Linked DNA regions of Sus scrofa: region 1 is linked to region 2. A link is a contact called in public Hi-C data. All regions are on one chromosome and are shown on one strand. The core of a region is the stretch at or near the end of the contact, and the rest is flanking DNA. Distances in the headings are between cores, read along the strand shown. Region 1 holds the start of MRTO4 (MRT4 homolog, ribosome maturation factor). Region 2 overlaps UBR4 (E3 ubiquitin-protein ligase UBR4).

Region 1 (3,143 bases), core at 281-2,780, 87 kb before region 2:
CAGTGTAGGAGCGTAAACAAAACACAGCTGTCCATTTCCCAACATTTCTACTGCTACAACTGTGGACCAAGCCAGCATCGCACTCTCTAGGATTACTGCTGGTCCCACTGCTTCCACCTTCGCCCATCGCCCCTGCCTTCCCTGGTCTATCCTCAACAAAGCAATAACTAGGGTGATCTTTCTACTTTTTATTTGATTTTTTTGGAACACATGGAGGTTCTCAGGCTAGGGGTCAAAGTGGAGCTGCAGCTGCCGGCCTTCGCCACAGCCACAACACCAGATCCAAGCCCTGTCTTCGACCTACACCACAGCTCACAACAACGCCGGATAGTTAGCCCACTGAGTGAGGGCAGGGATTGAACCCGCATCCTTGTGGATACTAGTTGGGTTTGTGACCCGCTGAGCCACAGTGGGAAGGCCAAGAGTCATCTTTTTAAGAAGTGTAGTTACACCCCATCATTCCTCCGCTCAGGCTCTTGTCTCCCATTTGACACAGGTGTGAAAGCTGATTCCTTGTAAAGGCCTTTCAAGCCCTGTACACTCGCCCAATTCTCTCTTCCTCCTTTTAGCTCACTCTGCTCCAGCCACACTGGCCTCTAGACCTTAGAACACGTTAAACACGCTCCCACCTCAGGGCCTTTGCACTTCGTGTTCCTTCTCCTTGGAACACCATCCTCGCAGGTAAACTCCACGGGTTGCTTATTTCTTTTCTTTGGGTTTCTGCTCATCTGTTCCCTCAACAGAGACCTTCTCTGGTCACATTGTACAAAAGAGTATCAACCTCTCTTTATCTTACTTTTACTCTACAAAACTCATTACAACTTAAATTTATTGATCCGGTTTTTGGTCTTTTGGGAGGTTATGCTTCCCTTAACTAAAACGTTAAGCTGGCTGAAGGCTCTAGGCCTTCCTTGTAACTGCTGTATCTTCCAACGCCTAGAGAGTACAAGGCTCTAATTTGTTGAACGAATATGCTAGACAGCCAAGGTGAAAAAGACGCACCACGACAAAGGAAGGTGTCCTACAGACTGCCATCTGAGAAAGGCAGCCGCACAAAGAACGGCACACAAGCCTGCCAGGCAGAAGCAACTTCAAGCACATACAAGCGACCAGGGTTGGGGGGGAGCGCGGAGGGCTTAAGAGAGATGGGCTGCAGTAGAAGCGAGATCGGGTGGTGCCCGGGTGTTCAGAGGCTGTTTCCCGGCCAGTCGGCCTTGGAAAAGCTCTCAAGGCCAGGCAAAGCAGTCTCAGCTCCCTGCCTAGACCAGGCTCCAGCCTCCTCCGAAGCTTCCCATGCTCCCGCCGCCCGGAAGCCCCCATCCATCCCAGCTCGCAGCGAGCCAGCGGAGTTCCTTGCGGGCCTCCCGGCGTCCCTCTCCGTCCCCCCCACCAAAGCCCCCATTGTAGCTGACAGCCAGCCTACGAATTCCCCACCGTTCCCAACGCCCCTTTTGCCCACCTTTCTTGTCGCGCTTGGATTTGGGCATCGCGTCGCAGCCACGTGCGGCGGAAGGCGGTGCTGCCTGCTAGGACCCCGGTGGCGCGGGGGCCTCTGGGATGGCCTTCGGGGGCTGCCCTCGCGCGTGCCTGAACCAATCTGCGCGGCGGCCCGCCTCTCCCTGCCGCCTGCACGCTTTCCTGTGTTTCCAAGGCGACTTCTCACGCAGGTTGGGGATCCCCGAGTCCCGAGCGTCCCACCAAAGGCTGTGCTTGCGGCCCCAACTCTATGGTTCCTCGGGGGCCTGCGGACCGGTGCATGCCGGGCCGGCGGTGGGCGGGGCCCGGGCTCCTATCATGGCGGCGGCGGTGGCGGCGGCTGCTTCCCGATTCTGGCTGTGGGCCGCCCTGCTTATCCCTGCGGCCGCGGTCTACGAAGACCAAGTGGGCAAGTTTGACTGGTGCGTACGTGGGGGGCCTACTTGGAGGTGTGGGGCTATTTGCATACCTGTCTTCTGTCTAAAAGGAGGGCAGTAGCATGCAGCAGGGCCAGCTACATAACTTTGGGGCCCAGTGCAGAATGAAATGTAGCACCTCTTGTTCAAAGATTAAGCGTTTTAAGGTGGCGACGGCAGAGCATTAAACCAAGAGTTGGAGACCTTTCTGTGCCAGTCCCTGTGCGACGGTACAGGTCACTAGCCCGTGAAGTGAGCTCTGCCATCCGGGTATGCTTGGGGTTCTGGTCAGAGGTCACTCTTCTCCTCCCCCATCAGGCCTCATTTCTGTGACTGTCAGGTTTCTGATTTACTGGGTTTCACACGAAGACAGCCCACCCTTCTAGCTCAACTCTTCCACGGGCTCAGAACAGGACCGCCCAAGACTCACATCAGCTAGGTGTCATTCATTCGCTCTCTTACTGGCTTACTCACCCATTTACTCTTCCTTCATTCACTCATTCGCTCATTTTCATTCATTCACTTACTCTTCATTTATTCATTCATTCACTCACTCGCTCACTCACTGACCCAGCCACCCATCCCTTCCTTAACCCCACGGAGTTTGCTCACTTCTGCGTGAATGTCAGTTTGCTACTGAAGGCTGTACAGTCTTAGGAAAATGACTTAACCATTCTGTGTCTCAGTTTCTTTATCTGTAAAATGGGTTTGCTAGTTTCCTAACAATTACCTTCTGCAATAGTTGTGAGGATGAATAAGATAATTCCTTTAAAGTACTCTCAGCAGAGTGCCTGGCTCATTGAGTACAAACAGTATGTTCCCAATTATTATTATCATTATTATTAAGGGGACACTTTAATCCTTCTGATTACTCCTTCGTGGCTCTTCTTTGAAGTCTTTTCTGGACCAATTGATTTGCATATTTATTGAGTGCCTGTATGGGCCAATGGTTGTCCTAGACGTTGTGGCTACAGAGACGGAAAGGAGCTCAGTCTAGGGGGCCAGGTATATAAGTATGTGATATAAGACAGTGTGTCAAATGCAACATAAATCACATATTTAATGATGTGAGCAGATGCTCACAATATAATATGTATGGTTGACTCCTGAAGAACACAGGGGTTGGGGGGGGCAGACACCCTCTGCAGTCAAAAATTTAGCATAGCTTTTAGTCAGCCCTCTGGATTCATGGTTCCACATTTAAAGATTCAGCCAACTACAGATTGTGTAGTAGTGTAGTATTTAGAAAAC
Region 2 (3,330 bases), core at 235-2,734:
ACTTCACTTGTTGTAACAGCCCCAGAAATAAGGACAGAGCGCTTGTGGCCATCTTTCCTTCAGGTATCAGTTTCTAGCGTTTTCTGTGATTCCACTCACTGCTCCATCTCAACAGACTCAAGGAATCTAGTAGAGCTCCTAGATCTTCCTATGGAAAAACTTGTGTGTGACTTGGCCTGTCATTTGTAACATGGGTGAATGTCTTGTGCTGTAGTAGCCCAAGTCCACGCCTGGCCCTAGTATGTATAATCATGCATTTAATGTTTAAACTTCTCTCAATTATTCTTACAAATTTAGAGGTATGAAGTCAGGTTCCTGCTGATTACTTACTTATCAATTTGCTGTTTCTTTTTTACTAGCCAAGTTGGGGAAGGTGTGTGTGCCGTGCTGTTGGGCACCCTGATCCCCATGGCAACAGAGATGCTGGCCAACGGTGATGGGACTGGTTTCCCTGAACTCATGGTTGTGATGGCTACCCTAGCCAGTGCAGGTCAAGGTGCTGGCCATCTTCAGCTCCATAATGCTGCTGTGGACTGGCTGAGTAGATGGTAAGAGGATGAAATTGGAGGAACCCAACCTGTAGGTTACAACATTAGAGAAAAAGGGGATAATTAGTTGCAGATTATTTTCTTTGTAGCGCAGAGTGAGTATAAAAGAAACTCAAACCTCCGCCTTTTTATTGGGGATTGAGGGAGTAGCCAACAACCACTCACTTTAGACTTGATCTTCATTATTAGTAGCATTTCCTTGAGGTCCTGGGGAAAGCATACCACCTGTCACTGATAGGAGCAGAGCCCCCAGATCTCTGATCACCTACATAATTTTCTAAGAATGCCTTTAGTTCACACTGTCCACAGACTGATGCAAGATTTGTAGAGAAACTTTCTTTGGTTCCTTAGATGATTTTGTGTCGTTCCCCCCCCCCTTTTTTTTCTGGACAGCAAGAAATACCTGTCACAGAAGAATGTGGTTGAAAAACTGAATGCTAATGTGATGCATGGAAAGGTAAGAAGAGTGAAGAGTGACAGCAGTCAGGGAGTGATGATTCTTATCTTTGTGGCCAGGTGGGAGTGTCTTTCCCATTGGCTTCTGTCCCTGGCTAGCCTGCAGAGGATAAGGCCTATAATCTCACAGGCCTCGAGGTGTGTAATTGCTAACTACATGCCCTTAAGCCTCTTCTGGGTGGCAAGGAGTGATAGAAAGGAATTATTCTGGTAAACAAACATCCAGCAATATCCTTCTTGAAACAGTGAATTATTGGTATTTTTAGATGTGGGTGTGCTCTGGAAAATGCCCCCTGCATTGGAAGTGTGTGCTCTGAGTGTTATATGGGGTTACAGTCTACCTCCTTAGCTCTAGACCTGTTGCTGAGAAAAAAGTTTGAAACTGGCAGAGATCTTGCATTCCGGCATTTTCTTCCTTCACTCATGAACCTGACAGTGGCTGAGAGCAGATAACAGGCCTCTGACCCACCACAACGCCTTTCATCTCTCCCTCCTTTCTTGCTAATCCTTATCCTTTCCACACTGAACTATCAGAGTGCAGACTGAAGGAACTTGCACATCGGAGGCTTTGATGCCAAACTGTTGGGTTTTTTAAGCAAGTGGAAAGATCTGCAGTGGTTTGCTGGAAAATTTTTCACTTCATCTCTGAAGCTGTTTTTCCTGTGCTGCATTAATTAAAAACCCAATATGCCTTTCACTAATGGTTAAAAAATGCTAATGGCAGAAAAGAAAGCCAATGAGAGCTTACTTATACTTTTAATATAGTCTTTTTTTTTTTAACTAAGGTATAATTCAGAGGATGTTACGTTAGTTTCAGGTGTACGACATAATGATTTGGTGTTTGTATATATTGCAAAGTGGTCATAATAAGTCTAGTTAATATCCATCACCATACATAGTGGAAATATTTTTTTTCGTGTGATGGCTGAAGACTTCCTCTCTTAGCAGCATGCACATATGCACTATAGTCACCCTGCTTGACAGTAGATCCCCATGACTTATGTTATAACTGAAAGTTTGTACCTTTTGACCTTCCCTTCACTCCTTTTGCCCATCCTCCCACCCCTGCCTCTGGCACCACCAATATATTCTCTGTACCAACCTAGTTTTTTCTTGAACAGTTTTTGTTTCCACTTTAATTTTATTTTCCCGAGTTTAATTGTGTTTCATTTTACAAGATTTTAAAAGTGTTACCTTTTTGCTTAAGAACGAATGAATTTATTGACCAACTACATGTAGTCATAATAGTGTTAAGAGCTGAGGGAATAGATAATTAACACGTTTTTCTTCTTTGCTTTTTATACCATTTCTTTGATCTTGAGCTTTATTGGAAAAAGCTTGAAAAACAGTTTACATAATAATTAAAATATGGAGGCAGCAGTTTCCACGGTGTGGTGGTCTTCTCTTTTAGCATGTGATAGTCCTGGAGTGCACCTGCCATATTATGTCTTACTTGGCCGATGTCACCAATGCCCTGAGCCAGAGTAATGGTCAAGGCCCAAGTCACCTCTCGGTGGATGGGGAAGAGCGGGCCATTGAGGTGGACTCAGATTGGGTGGAAGAGCTGGCGGTGGAAGAGGAAGACTCCCAGGCTGAGGATTCGGTAAGTGAAGTAAGCACCACGATCACGGCCGAGTGGCACCTGCAGAGCTCATGCTAACAAGCCCTTGGCCCTTTTTTCTAGCCCCTGTGAGTTTTCGAACTTTCCCAGTCCTTGCTGCTTTCTCACAGCTTCCATGACTAATACCAGACTGGTTTTCCTGGCCTGCAGAGCAGGTTGTAGGGATCTGATCTCTTAGGGGGAAGGACTCTTTAATAAGCACGTACCTTTTTCCATCTAGAGTCACTTGCCTTGAATTTCCTTGGTATTTGCATCCAAAATGGAGTTTCAGAGATGAGTTGTTCATGGGCATGGTGTGAGCTTCCTTGTGGAGAAAGCACAAGATTTATTCTTAACCACAAAACTTTAAGTCTCACTTGGAATTGAAGCATATTTATAGCTTGCAGGCTGTTTCTGATTGGAGTAGGTTTCTACTGGTCACTTATAAGTCTGCGACTTATTCTGCAAAGGGTGTGTTTTTGTGGAGGCCTGTTTGGAAGGGTATATTTCTGATTAAAGAGATTTTTTTTGTCTTTGAAGGATGAAGATTCTCTTTGCAATAAACTCTGCACTTTTACCATCACTCAGAAAGAATTCATGAACCAGCATTGGTAAGAATAGTTTTTCATTTAGGTGAGGGTTTGCTGGGCCTTGATTATTGGAACTTCTGGGCTCATTGGCTGGTCCTTATCCTTTGTAGGTACCACTGTCACACCTGCAAAATGG

Evidence for each region. A called contact is a pair of places that touch in the nucleus more often than the background predicts.
Region 1: a Hi-C map of fetal liver shows a contact between it and region 2, with 1.6 times the contacts expected there. The contact joins the promoter of MRTO4 here to the enhancer-like site in region 2. A contact is called at or near these places in 1 of 5 promoter capture datasets (liver), 4 of 47 Hi-C or Micro-C datasets (embryonic fibroblasts, fetal liver and skeletal muscle) and 1 of 2 datasets of contacts at active chromatin or transcription factors (alveolar macrophages).

What each region holds. Positions count from the first base shown.
Region 1 is chr6:77,746,186-77,749,328 of Sscrofa11.1, reverse strand. MRTO4 (MRT4 homolog, ribosome maturation factor) reads right to left here and starts at 1,530. Exons shown (of 8, transcript NM_001243715.1): 1 at 1,460-1,530. The coding sequence starts at 1,487. It also overlaps EMC1.
Region 2 is chr6:77,658,470-77,661,799 of Sscrofa11.1, reverse strand. UBR4 (E3 ubiquitin-protein ligase UBR4) reads left to right here. Exons shown (of 108, transcript XM_021095464.1): 33 at 360-548; 34 at 942-1,005; 35 at 2,416-2,607; 36 at 3,145-3,215; 37 at 3,305-3,330. Among named protein-coding and RNA genes, the nearest start is that of UBR4, 48 kb to the left of the region's middle. Within about 2 kb of position 1,484, at least 2 of the 83 cell types and tissues checked have an H3K27ac peak or open chromatin away from gene starts, as enhancers often do. A contact at or near this core is called in fetal liver, where this site is marked.